2 separate regions of the Bombyx mori genome follow, and region 1 is linked to region 2. Evidence: chromatin contacts called from public Hi-C data. All regions are on one chromosome and are shown on one strand. Each heading gives the region's core, a stretch centred on a gene start, on an enhancer-like site or on the middle of the called end of the contact. The rest is flanking DNA. Distances are from core to core; before and after follow the strand shown.

The links. A called contact is a pair of places that touch in the nucleus more often than the background predicts.
Region 1: a Hi-C map of whole pupa shows a contact between it and region 2, with 2.6 times the contacts expected there. The contact joins the promoter of LOC101745779 here to the enhancer-like site in region 2. A contact is called at or near these places in 3 of 7 Hi-C or Micro-C datasets (all in whole pupa).

What each region holds. Positions count from the first base shown.
Region 1 is chr8:9,313,123-9,317,150 of ASM3026992v2, reverse strand. LOC101745779 (dorsal-ventral patterning protein Sog) reads left to right here and starts at 2,062. Exons shown (of 16, transcript XM_012695533.4): 1 at 2,062-2,477. The coding sequence starts at 2,363.
Region 2 is chr8:9,222,540-9,226,683 of ASM3026992v2, reverse strand. The region is part of intron 3 of LOC101745779 (dorsal-ventral patterning protein Sog); the gene reads left to right. Among protein-coding and RNA genes, the nearest start is that of LOC101737836, 39 kb to the right of the region's middle. Within about 2 kb of position 2,668, at least 6 of the 8 cell types and tissues checked have open chromatin away from gene starts, as enhancers often do.

The sequences.
Region 1 (4,028 bases), core at 813-3,312, 91 kb before region 2:
ACTAAATGGAGAGTGCTCGAAAAGTTACTGTAGCAATACTGGAATGCTGTTATAAAATGCTGTTTAGATATCGGTTTCGTGTCTCAATGGGTCGGCATTGAAGTTGTGATGACCATGGGCTTCGATAACAACTTTGTAGTGGCCCGAGATCTCTCCACTTTTCATCAACATAAAATCGACTGTGACAAAATCGCAATACAAATAAAGATGTACATAGTATAATAATTGGAGTAGTGCATTTATATCGATGAAAACGCATAACACTTAGATATTTCAAATCGTGCTGTAAAGTCATAAACATATTTCAGTTTATATTTCATCCCACGCGGTATAAGTTATTATTGAGATACTATTTTCAACAGCAATAACGTTGCAACGCGCCTCGGTTGCAACGAATTTTATCACGTTCACAAATTCAAACTTTTATCGTAAAATCACCGATCACTGCAACTTTGTAAATGGTTCTTAAACGCCCAAGATAGACACGCTGAACACATTCAGACGAGTTTACGCGCTTTTCTGACGCATTTACGTTGTTTTGAAAATGAGTATAAACAGGTGGTGATTTCATGATTTCTGTACACCACCAGACAGTCTATTTGACCTTGCTTTTAGAGTTTCATGACGCGTTATTTAAATGTACAAAAATGTAGGTATATATAACCATTTTACTGGTGGTAGGACCTCATGTGAGTCCGCACGGGTAGGTATCACCACCCCGCCTATTTCTGCCGTGAAGCAGTAATGCGTTTCGGCTTGAAGGGTGGGGCAGCCGTTGTAACTATACTGAGACCTTAGAACTTATATCTCAAGGTGGGTGGCGCATTTGCGTTGTAAATGTCTATGGGCTCCAGTAACCACTTAACATCAGGTGGGCTGTGAGCTCGTCCACCCATATAAGCAATAAAAAAAAAACCATTTTAAAATATTTAGAGATCCACGAACAGTCCTTAAATATTTATGAAGTTTGAATTTTATTTAGGATAGTCCATTATTTCAACAGAAACTACCCCTGACTATCCCTAAATATATCTCTGCCAACTGAGCCGCGTATCAAGCTAAATATCAAACAAACTAGTGCATAAAATCAGTGAGTGTCAGATGGGATCATTTATTTTAATGTAGTTAGTCAAAAACGTCAGTTATTTTGGAAGTACATAGTTTGTAAAAATACTGTTTTGGAGAGATTTTGTAATGGGAAAAACGCCCTGCGCAATCGAGTAATGCGATCGTAAAATGCGTTAGATAAGTTCAAAACTCCCTGAGAGTACTTATAAATATAATAGATTTCCACAAACGACCGCTACGCAGGAAATCATCGTGTTATAAAAATAAAAATCGCCAAAAAGAAACATAATTACTGATGGTAGGGGTCATGTGGCGATTACCTTGAAGCAGTTGTCTTGCAGTACATTAAAAACTTCGACAACAGTGTCCTTAGTGCGAGTTTCTTAACGTCCTCGATAGCGTAAAAGTTAACCCAATTTTGTATGCAGTTGGAACAGCGCCTCTAGCGGCAAACGTACGCAAACGATCCCATTCGATACAAATATGAGCTAACTTTTACGCTATCGAGAACGTTAAAAAACTCGCACTAAGCACCCAGGTCTCAAGATGAGCCGGACATTACTTTTATGATGTCTACGGTCGGTAGCCACTTAACATCAGATTGGCTGTAAGTTTGGTCGCACATCCACGGTAGTGAAAATTAACTTTGTGATACAGTGGAAAACCTGTTTAAGCGCACAAAAGTTCTTACAGGTAGAGCTGAAAACCTGAACTGTGCTTCAGTGTTTCTTTTTAATATTCACAGTTTAAGTTACAAACATTTTAAATCTCGCAGATCCGAAAACGTATATCACAAAACAGTTGCAGTATGCAAAAAAATTATGCTTGATTGACTCAAAAGTTGTAGTTTATTGTAATCCTCAGTTAAAACACCTCAAAAAAACTTTTCAATAAAAACTCGATGGTTCAATAATTATTATTAAGCATACGGAGATATTTAAATTTGTTTCACGAGTTGCGATGGTAATAATGCACATATTTTGATGTTAGGTGTGCGGGAGGCGGCGGGTGGGGCGGGCGGATAGCGACGCTGCATTTTCCCCAGGCGTATCGCGCGTTGCGATTTCCACGAGGGGCGCGCCGGTCCCCTCGCCGCAAGAGCCGGGAAATCGCGCGTCGTCCGACTCAGTCCGGTTCAGCCGTCGCGCTATAACGACGCCTGCCAGTGTGCGCCACAATCGCGAACTCGCGCTCGTTGCATCGCTTGTTGTACGAACTGCGCGCGTCCAAAATAGTGAGCTCGTGGCCGGGAAACGATCAGATCCCGGTGAGATACTAGTGTGAGAGCGGCGCCATGCTGCCGGCGCTGTTGGTGCTCACGTTAGCGGCTCTGGCCCCGGCTGCAGCACGCCGTCATGCGCCTTACCTGCGCGAAGACGAGCCCGCCCGTCGTACCGCTCGAACCGCCGGTGAGTGCATCTCTAACGCTGCCAAAGATAATCATCCAATGCTCCCGAGGCATTTATGTATACATCGATGTACTGCTACTAATCTACAACAGTGCACATTCAAACAGGCGGCATTAATTACGCTTCGCATAGAACGGCATGCGCGTAAAGACGCGCACGTGTGTTTATGTATGTAAATAATTGCATTCTGAAATTTATGCACCGGTCTAGAGCGACTGGATCAATTACATCAACCTGTACATTTACGAGGTGTAGTAAATGTTGTCGTTGAATTTGCAAAAATCGTTTTAAGTATTTCTTATTTGACGCTCTAAAACTGTTTGTTACGGGAATGATAGGAAATAAAAACAAAGTCACACTCATTATGGCAATATCAACAAATGTAGAGCTTCGTCGAGGGAATCTATTTTAGTAGGAAGAAATATCTAATCGTTATCGGGCAAAGACTTTCGAGATCATGTATAAGTTCGATAGATTATTATCAGATTCTGTTGTAGTGACAGGAGATCAGTGGGCAGTGGCTGTGAAAATATTTAAGAATAAAAAAATACAATCTGGAAGTACGTTTTATGTTTATTCTTGTGTTGATATTCAATGTTTTTGTTTAGGTGTGTAATAAAGTATACTCTGACTAAATGAATAAAAGCAGATATTATAGCTATTAATTTATAAATTTTTTTTGTTGACTTTTATGATAAAGCTCATGGTTAATCTGATGTTGAGTGATATCGGATGCTTAGAGATGTCACTATTTCACTAATTATATAATAGTCGATGTCCAGTCAGGATACCGGTCATCTGTACCCAAACTAGGGTTCCCTGTACTATAGATACCAGAGACAGATATATATAGTTATACACGTTTAAATAAATTCACATATACATATTGAACACCCAGACCGAGAGCAAACAAAATTATTCATCATATTATGAATGTTTGCCCGATGTGGGAATCGAATTAACAACACTGTCCAGTAATCAATAGCGCTAACTGTACCACCGAATAAGTCAATTGTAATGTATTTTATAGATAAACTCTGTGCTCTTCTATACAGTATTGTCTATGGTAGACGTGATGAAAGTCTGATTTTAAACACTATTTTAAATTATTAACAGTGTTCAGTTTCTGAACGTAAAAATGTCAGCGAGCGACGTCCGCCATGACACCAAATCCTCTTTCAAATTCAGCCACCAAGAGCAACTCATCAATTTTATAGTTTTCTTATATTAAGTCGTTAATTTGTAATATAAAGGTTCAATAAATATTTCTTATAAAAAATATAGTCCACGCTTAATTACTATAACGCAACAAACAGTGTATATAGACATCAGATTAACATGCATTATATGGCCTAACTTTAGGTTGACGTATCAAGAAGAAAAACTGTTGGCTGTTCGTTCGAAATAGAAACTCGTAATTGCTTTATGGCAGAAGTAGGCCGGAGTGTGGTAACGGTACATACAGACTACATATCCCCAGTCTTAGAAATATCGCGAATTTTGGATTTACATTTCACACAGAAATATTGAATTTGAAATGTAAATAATTCG
Region 2 (4,144 bases), core at 1,419-3,918:
TGGCAAAAGCAGCTGTACAGAAATATTCAAGAAAATTGTTTTCCCGACATTGTCAGTGACCTGCTATTACATATATTACAAGTAAACTAAATCTCTACGTCATGAGTGCATAATTAATTGATACCAATATCAAAAGTGTTATAGTCTGTTTGTTTGTTACGATTTTACGTCTTAACAACTTAATCGATTGGTAATTAAATTTAGCGTATATGTAAGTTTTTAGGGGCACAAAAAAGGACACATGGTATTTTGTATGGATATAGAAAAGAAAAGAAAAACTATGACCGAGCGTTAATGCCGATTATCTAATCTATATATTAATACGTGACGCAAAAACTTTGTATCCCTTTTTACGAAAATTGCGCGGACGGAGGAGTATGAAATTTTCCACACTTATAGAGAATATAGAGAAGGAGTGCACAATGCTAATTTTTTTTTTAAATAATGCTTAAAAGATATATTAAATCAATAAAGATAACATTACATACGCTACCGTGTATTTGACGCACACACGCATGCATACTATTTTTATTTATTGACAAAACTTTGTTCTTGACGTCTGTGGTCAAATTGTCTTTATTAATATTTTTTATAGTGTAATGTTGGCGAAATTTGTGATTATAGAAGTATAAAATACAATCATAATAGTGTAAAAACTTACAATTCCAATTAATTATAGTCGTATTTCGACTACTGCGGGACCTCTAGTAAATATAGTATTGCTTCAGTAGACGCGTCGTAATATTTTGTTTTGAACTAAATACGTGCGTTTCGAGTCGGATGCGCGTCAGAAATCTACATACATTTTTCAACATAGTCGAGGTCAAGGTACCTGGATCTATTTTCACGACATAGCATTGAGTAAAAATAGAAAATGCAGTGTTAAATTATAAGCAAACTTTTTTAAAAGTACAGCATAAGCGTAGTTAGACTTAGGCGTCAAATTTATTGATGTTTAACGACGAATGAAAATCAAAATTGACAAGTGAAATAGAATAGGTGCCTTTATCTAATCCTTTCATAAACGCTCTCTAAAATACAGTAGTGGGTCACTTGCATTGTGAAACGTGCCGATGTTAACAAGGACGAACGCAATTACTTAATTACGAGAGTATTGGGATACTTGGGGTCGACATTTCGAGCGATGTCCAGTTTCGGAGTCATTTGGAAGGCAAAGCCAAGTTGGCGTCCAAAATGCTGGGAGTCCTCAATAGAGCGAAGCGGTACTTCACGCCTGGACAAAGGCTTTTGCTTTATAAAGCACAAGTCCGGCCTCGCGTGGAGTACTGCTCCCATCTCTGGGCCGGGGCTCCCAAATACCAGCTTCTTCCATTTGACTCCATACAGAGGAGGGCCGTTCGGATTGTCGATAATCCCGGTCTCACGGATCGTTTGGAACCTCTGGGTCTGCGGAGGGACTTCGGTTCCCTCTGTATTTTGTACCGTATGTTCCACGGGGAGTGCTCTGAGGAATTGTTCGAGATGATACCGGCATCTCGTTTTTACCATCGCACCGCCCGCCACCGGAGTAGAGTTCATCCATACTACCTGGAGCCACTGCGGTCATCCACAGTGCGTTTCCAGAGGTCTTTTTTGCCACGTACCATCCGGCTATGGAATGAGCTCCCCTCCACGGTGTTTCCCGAGCGCTATGACATGTCCTTCTTCAAACGAGACTTGTGGAGAGTATTAATCGGTAGGCAGCGGCTTGGCTCTGCCCCTAGCATTGCTGAAGTCCATGGGCGACGGTAACCACTCACCATCAGGTGGGCCGTATGCTCGTCTGCCTACAAGGCAATAAAAAAAAAAAAAAAAAAAAATTACTAGTATTGAGAGTTATTCGACTGATTTGATAATTGAAATACTACTGTTTCGGCACATCATGGTTTCCGAACAATGCTTGTTCCTGATAAATGGCGAATCACTCACCAATGTCTTCTTTCTTACCCCGGTGACAATTTTGATATTTTTTTTACATATAAATTGAAGTTATGTAAAATGCCAGTTTGTTTATTTCAAATAATTTCAGAAACCAAGTCTTTGAAGTTGGTCGTAATTTTATAGCTCTACTTTCTTGGCTAGAACGCCAAGTATTCCTTCTGAACTATTTCTAACTTTATCTCTTTCTTCTCGACTATTTTTTTTTATCAAACTGAGCGGCTTAGTGTTTTGATTATAACTAGTGCCACTATGATTTCTATGAATATTTAGACAGCCAAGGATTTCGTGATTAAGGAGTGACGATGAATTTAAATCCATTCATTTTAAAAACGACAATATTTTATATTAAGCAACCAATATAAACGAGTTCTAGTTTTGAGCAATGAGTTTGATCTGACTTTTGCGGACTATTAATACTGTATGTTTACGCAGTTTCTGCCTTCATTAGGTACGTTCGTTTATAGTAAACGTCGTCACTCTGGCGCCTAGTTACATCATTCGATTGGAAAACTCGACGCGTCTGAGAGGCCTAAAGACCGGCCGCGACTAGACTTGGAATGAATCGATCACGGTCCTAGTCAGGTCACGTCTCTCGAGGTGACTTTCAAAACTTTAAAGTTTACAGTAAACGACATTAATGAGCGGTGCCGGTGATACGCCGTTTGTCCGCAGAATCTCAGTCAGTACCGCGCGAGTGCGGTATGCGTCCGCATAAATATTCATGTACACTGCATCTACGACGTGTGAGCCAAGCCCAGCGGAGTCAAAGGTGTCCCGATGCGCAATGCGCGCTGTTGTCAGGGTTGTCCCATTCTTCTTTATAGATATTATCTTGATAAGTGAATCAAACTGATGACTGTTACAACGGTATATTCGTTTAGAAATAGGTCACACTTTACGTAGGGAATTTAGCATTCTACTTTGTATAAGATTTGCAGAAATTATGATCTTATTATAAAGCCCAAAATAGCATTAAGAGATAATTGACTATACATTCATACTTACATTTTTTTATGCATTCTAAGTGAGCCTTGGCACTTTTGAATTGTTAGAAGATCTTACATAAATATGGTCCATGCGGTTAAAATCAGATCCACCTCCAGCTACTGTAATTATATTCATATCATTCACCTAAAGTAAATAGTATTTAACTTCTAATATTTTTATTACTCCCACTAATTCCTATTCCCAGGCTTTTCAATCCCGCGTTTGCGAAGAAGCGTTGAACTCAGGTACGATATTTTGGACCAAATCCACCTCGGGAGTAGCAGAATAGAACATTTGTGACGTATTATCGATTAATCATATAATACCAATGGGACTCGGAAATATGATAATACTAGCTTCGCTTAACCCCTTCGCTGGGCCTTTAAAATTAACATTATTATTTCTCACCCCCACAAATATTCTCATCATTAACGCCCCCGCAACTGGTGTAGGGAGTCCAACACTCATAAATATTAGCCTATCCATTAAGTACATGTATTTTCTACATGGATATCAATTTTCAAGTCAATCAGATACACAGTTCAGTAGTTATAACGGAACATCCGTAAAAACCACTGTGGATTTATATATTAGCATAGATACTGCAATTTAATTAATTAATTGTCTAGATTGTGTTATATATTTATTTTCAACCCTGAATAACGTTCTCCGGTCGAATCATCTTTCAATTCTAGTTCTTTGTTGTGCTCGCAAATATCCTAGAACCATTCATCGCCACGTTGGCGCCATTTGCAAATAAATTTAGGGCTGTCTCGGGTAGCTTATGAATTTACGGAGTGAATTATGAGCGGTGGCGTCGGAGCGTGCCAGATTACAATCTGCTTTCGGATAAACTCGCTAGACTCGTAAACAGCTCTTCTCGTCACGTTTACTGTAGTTACTATGCGCTTGTTTATCTTGTTAGTATGTCGTCCGCTACCGATCATCTGATAACGCGATTTATAACATTTACTCACTTCAAAATATGTTGAATACGTTTATTTCTCGAGTACCAACCAGGACTCCGTGTTAACGCACTTTCGGTTAGATTAGATTAACTTATTAAGTAAATTATGATACATATTGAAATAAGCAACGCATTTGCAACGTGCTTGGGAACACGTATACCGCGTTCGCCGTTGATGGGAGCCACTTTTGAAAGGAGAATCTTAAGTAGTAGTAGCATCTGTCTGAAAAGTTACGTTTTTTTTTATTG